Regions from separate parts of the Sus scrofa genome. Here region 2 is linked to region 1. The links are chromatin contacts, called in public Hi-C maps. All regions are on one chromosome and are shown on one strand. The core of a region is the stretch at or near the end of the contact, and the rest is flanking DNA. Distances in the headings are between cores, read along the strand shown. Region 1 overlaps TTLL11 (tubulin polyglutamylase TTLL11). Region 2 overlaps TTLL11 (tubulin polyglutamylase TTLL11).

What was found. Hi-C and Micro-C count contacts between places; a contact is called where the count stands out from the background.
Region 2: a Hi-C map of skeletal muscle shows a contact between it and region 1, with 2.1 times the contacts expected there. The contact joins two enhancer-like sites. A contact is called at or near these places in 3 of 47 Hi-C or Micro-C datasets (liver, psoas muscle and skeletal muscle) and 1 of 2 datasets of contacts at active chromatin or transcription factors (skeletal muscle).

What each region holds. Positions count from the first base shown.
Region 1 is chr1:261,911,327-261,914,114 of Sscrofa11.1, forward strand. The region is part of intron 10 of TTLL11 (tubulin polyglutamylase TTLL11); the gene reads right to left. Among named protein-coding and RNA genes, the nearest start is that of DAB2IP, 180 kb to the left of the region's middle. Within about 2 kb of position 1,430, at least 9 of the 83 cell types and tissues checked have an H3K27ac peak or open chromatin away from gene starts, as enhancers often do. A contact at or near this core is called in skeletal muscle, where this site is marked.
Region 2 is chr1:262,090,627-262,093,631 of Sscrofa11.1, forward strand. The region is part of intron 5 of TTLL11 (tubulin polyglutamylase TTLL11); the gene reads right to left. Among named protein-coding and RNA genes, the nearest start is that of TTLL11, 110 kb to the right of the region's middle. Within about 2 kb of position 1,420, at least 4 of the 83 cell types and tissues checked have an H3K27ac peak or open chromatin away from gene starts, as enhancers often do. A contact at or near this core is called in skeletal muscle, where this site is marked.

The sequences.
Region 1 (2,788 bases), core at 180-2,679:
TGGTCACCCACTTCCTGCACCTCCTTGGTGCTATTCCAGACATTTCTGGTGGGATTAACGGCTCCAATGGAACCTTCTGAGGTTAAACACATAGCCCTCAGCAAGAGGGTCACCACCTCTGGCTCGGAAAAGACCTCAGAGATCACACAACCCAGGCACTTACAGGATCATAACACCACTCAGGTGTTAATTCTTTAGGAAGAATTAACAAGAGTAGGTGGCATATGGTGCAGTTTGTATGTATCAGGCACTGAGATGAGCTTTTTACGGGGGCGACTCTCGCCTCATCTTCAGAACAGGTGCATTTCAGACCCTTCTTTCACCCTTTGGTGTGCGGTTCCACCTTTGTCTCGGGTTATTTTTATTTTTGCTTTTAAGGGCCTCACCTGCAGCATATGGAAGTTCCCAGGCTAGGGGTTGAACTGGAGCTGTAGCTGCCGGCCTGCACCTCAACCACAGCAATGAGGAATCCAAGCCACATCTGCGACCTACATCACAGCTCACGGCAACGCCAGATCCTGAACCCACTGAGCGAGGCCAGGGATCAAACCCGCATCCTCATGGATACTAGTTGGGTTCATAACCTACTGAGCCCCAAGGGGAACTCCCAGTCTGAGGTTGTTTGATAGTTAGACGCTTACAGACTTCTGGGATGGAGGCAAAAGGACATTCACCAGGAACCCCACAGACTGGAGGTGACGATGCGGGGGGGGGGTTCGGGGGAGCCCCGATCTGTGACTCTGCTTTCCCAGCACCAGGGTCACTCAGAGAGGCAGGAAAGGGACCAGCAGAAACAGCGCGGTTTCTGGTCCTGTCTCTGGCTTTCCGTGGTTTCCCCACGAGGTACTGAGCCACAGACATCCTCCCTGACATTGAGGAGGTGGTCACTGAGCCCTGGCCTGGCCACCCCGAGTAATGGGGAGGTCTCATCACCTCCCCAGGAGAACCCTTCTCGCTGTGTGCTCTCTGCCTCTGAGCTGAAATGGGCATAGCTTCCCCGCTGACCCCACTTTTCTAGAGAGCAAATCTAACTCTTCTTCCTCACGACAGTCTTGTTCACGATTTATAAGGCAGCAACCATAGCAATTCAATTCCGCAGAGTCTCGCTGACCACCCAGCAGGTGGATACAGAGCTGCTCGAGCCCCCATCTGACAGAGGGGACGGGGTAGACGGGACAGGAGAGAGAGCCTGGATGGGAGTGGGTAAGGTTAGAGGGAGGACAAGGGAAGAAGCAGATGAAGGCCTGGGAGAGACAGGAACGTTGCCAAAGGAGGAGGGGCAGGTAGTCTGGTGTCAGTGCCGGGTGCCTCCAACCATTGGCGCCTGCCCTTCTCCCAAATCATGCCCACTGAGCAGCAGCACACTCTGGTCTGGCGTTTAAAAGGCTGCCTTACCATTGCATTCATGAGTCACTTTTCTATCTCTGCCCCCTGTTTGGCCCCAGTTCCCAAAGGGATGCTGACACAGGCACTGTCTCCGCAGCCTCCCCGCCGTCCATTCTCTACCTCACCGCCAAGCTGCTCTTGCCAACTAACTGGCCACCTTCCCTTGCCCTCTTCTCAGCTGGCTCCCTCTCTGCATCTGATCCCATGGAAACTCTCTCCCTGAACATTCTCTCCCCTGCTTTTCTCTGTCCCTTCCTGGGAAGCCCTGGCTCAGGCTCTCCTGTTCTCTGCTGCCTTTGGTCTGTTCACCCTGGGCGCGGGGTCCGGCAGGGCTCTCCACCTGGGCTCAGCTTCTCTATGTCTCTCTTTCTCTCTGCCTGTCTCTCTCTTTCTCCCTAGGATTTAAATATCCAACCACTTTTTTGCCACTGGGGTGTCTCATTAGCATCTCAAAGAGCCTGTTAGAAATGGATTTTGGCATCTTCCTTTCCCGGCTCTGCTTTTCCTCAAGTCCTTCCCATTTAAATAAATTATATCTCCACCCACCTAGTTGCTCCAGCGGGAAGTCTGAGAGCCACTGCAGAAACTCCTCTCCCCTAGTCCCCGCCCTCCTCCGACACCCCAAGTACTTTACACCCTGCTCCTCACCTCCACCTCCCCACCCCTCAGCCTGCAGGGCCATCACCCCCTGGACTCCCACGAAGCCTCCTGGCTGGTCCAACACTGCATTCAGAATGACCTTCTAGAAACACAAGTCGAGCCTCCTATTCTGCTTCAAGCTCTTCAACAGCAAACCCATATCCTTAACCTGCTGTGAGCACAGGTAAGATCCAGCCCCCATCCTCTTCCGCACAAGCGCCCTCACCTTCAGCCTCTCACTGGTCAGCACACGTATCGCATCTCCAAGGTCACGTTTACTGACAGATCTCCCTGACGCTCCTCCTGATATAAATTAGGTCTTCTCTGCTATCCTCCTTAAAACTTATTTTATTTCATAGAACTCATTGCAACATGTGATGACTTGTTGATTTCTGTGTTTCTGTGTTGAATGTCTGTCTCTGCTACTGTGTGGTCCAGGGTGTGGGGCCTGGGGGTCTGTCCTATTGGTCCTGGCACCTGCCATCACCACCAGTGCCTGGCAGGTGGCAGGTGCTTGTTAGCCATTAGTTGACTAACTGAATGAACTCTATAGGCATATATGGAAGCAACCTATGTGTCCATAAACTAATCAATGGATGACAGTGAATATTACACACACACACACACACACACGGATGAATGTGTACATAGAATACTACTAAGCCATGAAAAAGAAGGAGGGAGTTTCTGTTGTGGCTCAGTGGTTAACGAACCCGACTAGGAACCATGAGGTTTCGGGTTCAATCCCTAGCCTTGCTCAGTG
Region 2 (3,005 bases), core at 170-2,669, 180 kb after region 1:
TGGGGAGGGAGTGAACCCATTTGTGTATGTGGCCATTTCTTCAAATATTCTTCTGTATCTTCCTTGTCTCTTCTGCTCAAAGAACTCCACATGTTAGACCATCTGATATTGTACCATAGGTAAGTGGGGGGTCTGTTCCTTTTTTTTTTCCCCCTATTACTTTCCTCTCTCTGTTTCATTTTAATAAAATCCATTGCTATGTCTTCAAGTTCACTGATCACTTCTTCTGCAGTATCTAATCTGCTGTTAATTCCATCCAGTGAAATTTTCATTTCAGATATTACATTTTCTTCTATTTGGTTCCTAGAGGCTCCATTTGGTTCTTTTTAATAGGTCCATTTCTATCTATATTAAGCTCATATTTTCCCTTAAATTTTTGTACATCATTGTAATAGCTGTTATAACATCCTTTTCCTAACTAGTTTAATTATTTATGGGTCTGTTTCTATTGATTGTTTTTCCCCTCCTGAGATGAGTTACCTTCTCCTGCCTTATGGAATATCTAGTGGGTTTTTACTGGATGCTGGGCAGTTAATGCTCAGTGTCTGGATTTTGTCTTCTTTTTAAAAGTGCTAGGCTTTTTTGGCAGTCAGTTATTTGCAGATTAGTTTGATACCTTCAAAGCCTATTGTTTAAGCTTTACTAAGTGAGTTGAGAGTGATTCACTCTGTAGAAGTTTTGGTGCATTAAGGCAGAACTTCTCTGGAGTCTCCACTGAATGCTCCCAGTGACCACCAAGGATTCGCTATGCTGGCTCTTCAGAGCCTGAACATCTCCCTGCTGTGTGAGAGCTTCTGGTTTTTCAGCATCCCAGTTCCCTGGTCAATCTTTGCTCAACTTTGTGGACTAACACTCCACCAAAGTATGGCCCAGCACTCAGCAGAGATGCACAGGGGTCCTATGCAGGTTCTTGAAGCTCTTTTCCTGCTTGGCTCCCTCCTTTTCAGAATTCTCCCCACAGAATTCCAGCCACATCAGCCTTCCCAAACTCTGATCTCCACCTCCCCAACTCACTGAGGTCATAGAGCTCTGTTTAGGTCCCCGCCTTGCCCATGTCACCTTGACCACATTTGGGAGATTGCCTCCAGATGGAAAGCTGAGGCAACCATAGTCTCATCTTGGCTTCCCCACCTCCTCCCTTTCCTCAGGGACCACAGTGCTGAGCTGCCTGTTTTCCAAAATCTGAAAACACTTATTTCATGTATTTTGTCTGGTTTTTAGTTGTTTTCAAAAGAGGTCAAGTCCAGTTTTTGTTACTCCATCGTGGTCAGAATCAACAGACTTGGGAGGTAACAGATGAACAGGGACTGAATGAAGTGAAGAAACAAGTTACTTGAAGAGCTGAGGAAGAGCATTCCAGGCAGAGGGAAGAGCCAAAACAGGGGCCACTTTTGAAGAACATCAAGAAGTGAGCAAGAGGGAGAGAGGAGATGAGGTCAGATAGAATGACAGGGGACAGATCATGTAGCATCTTGTAGGCCATGGTAAGCAGCCAGGATTTTAAGTGTAATGAGAAAGGCATCGGAGAGTTTACACAGTGAAGTAATTTGATCTGACATGTTTTAAAAGAATCCCTTTAACTACAATGAGAAAAATAGGCTATAAGCAGCAAGGGTGGGAAAAGGGACATCAATTAGGAGGCTATTGCAGTGATACAAGTACAAGGTGATGGCTGCCTACACTGGTTTGGAAGCGGTGGAGTTGGTTAAAAGTGGTTCCATTTAGGATGCATTTTACAGTATATTTGCAAGAGTCGCTATGGATTAGATGTATGAAGGGAGAAAACGAAGAAATAAGCATGATTCAGGTTTCTGGTCTAACTGAATGCTATTCATTTACTAAAATAGGAAAGACAGAGAGAGTAAGTTTAGGAGAGAAATCAAGGTTTGATTTTGAACATGTCCAGTGTGAGATGTCTGTTAGAAACTCAAGGAGAAAATTAAAGTGGGCAGTTGGATAGACTGGTGTGGAGTTCAGGGAGAGCTCAAGACTGGAAATACAAATACAGGAGTCAACAGCACATAGCTGGTACTTACAGCCATGGGGCTAGAAGAGGGCCTTTAGGGAGTGATTGTAGGTAAGAGAGGAGCTGGAGTCCTGGGATCTCCATCATTGGCAGGTGCAGAAGGGGCTGAGAAGCAGCAGCCAAAAAAGCAGGGGGGAAATCAGGAGGGTGTGATGTTGCTCACCTTTTTCTGCTTGGCAAATTCTCCTTCATGCCTTAAGCTCCAGCTTAAGCATCTCTTCCTCCAGGAAGCCTTCCTTGACTGAGTTAACTGGCAAAGTTAACTGCTCCTTTTTCTGTGCTCTCCCAGCATCCTGTACTTGCCCCCACCCCCACCCCTGGGCAGCATTCATTACATGGAAGGGTAATGCCCACGTGCCAGGCTTCCCCACTACACTTTACACCTCTTAGGGGTAGGGCTGCCTCTTATCCATAACCACAGGCTCCACAGCTAGCTCAAGGCTTGTCCCAGTGGGTGACCAGCAAACACATCTAGAAGGAAAAAAGCTTAGATGTCAGAAGTGGTCAAGGAAGGCTTTACAGAGAAGGTAGGATTTGAGCAGCACCTTGTCAGAAGGCATTGAACTGCAAACAAGAGTGAGATGAGGAGAGAGCCTGGCAAGCCAAGACAGAGCAGAGGGCAGAATTGGGGAAACACAACTTACGTACAAGAGGCAGGAAATCAGCTCTGTTTGGCAGGCCCTCGGGGCTCAGGAAGGATGCAGAAGCAAGGCTGGGGCGAGGCTGGGAGGCATCCAGTGCCAGGACTTGTCTCTCCAACTGTGCTCCTTGGAACACCGGTGTTCCATGACATTGTAAATGTTACTAGTTCATGGTTTTCCCATTAGTTCAAGACACTGCTTCATAGACCCATTTGAGAAAGATTTGTTTGTCTTTTTAGGGCCACACCCTCAGCTTATGGAGGTTCCCAGGCTAGGAGTTGAATCAGAGCCATAGCCTCTGGCCTAGGCCACAGCCACAGCAGTGCCAGATCCGAGCC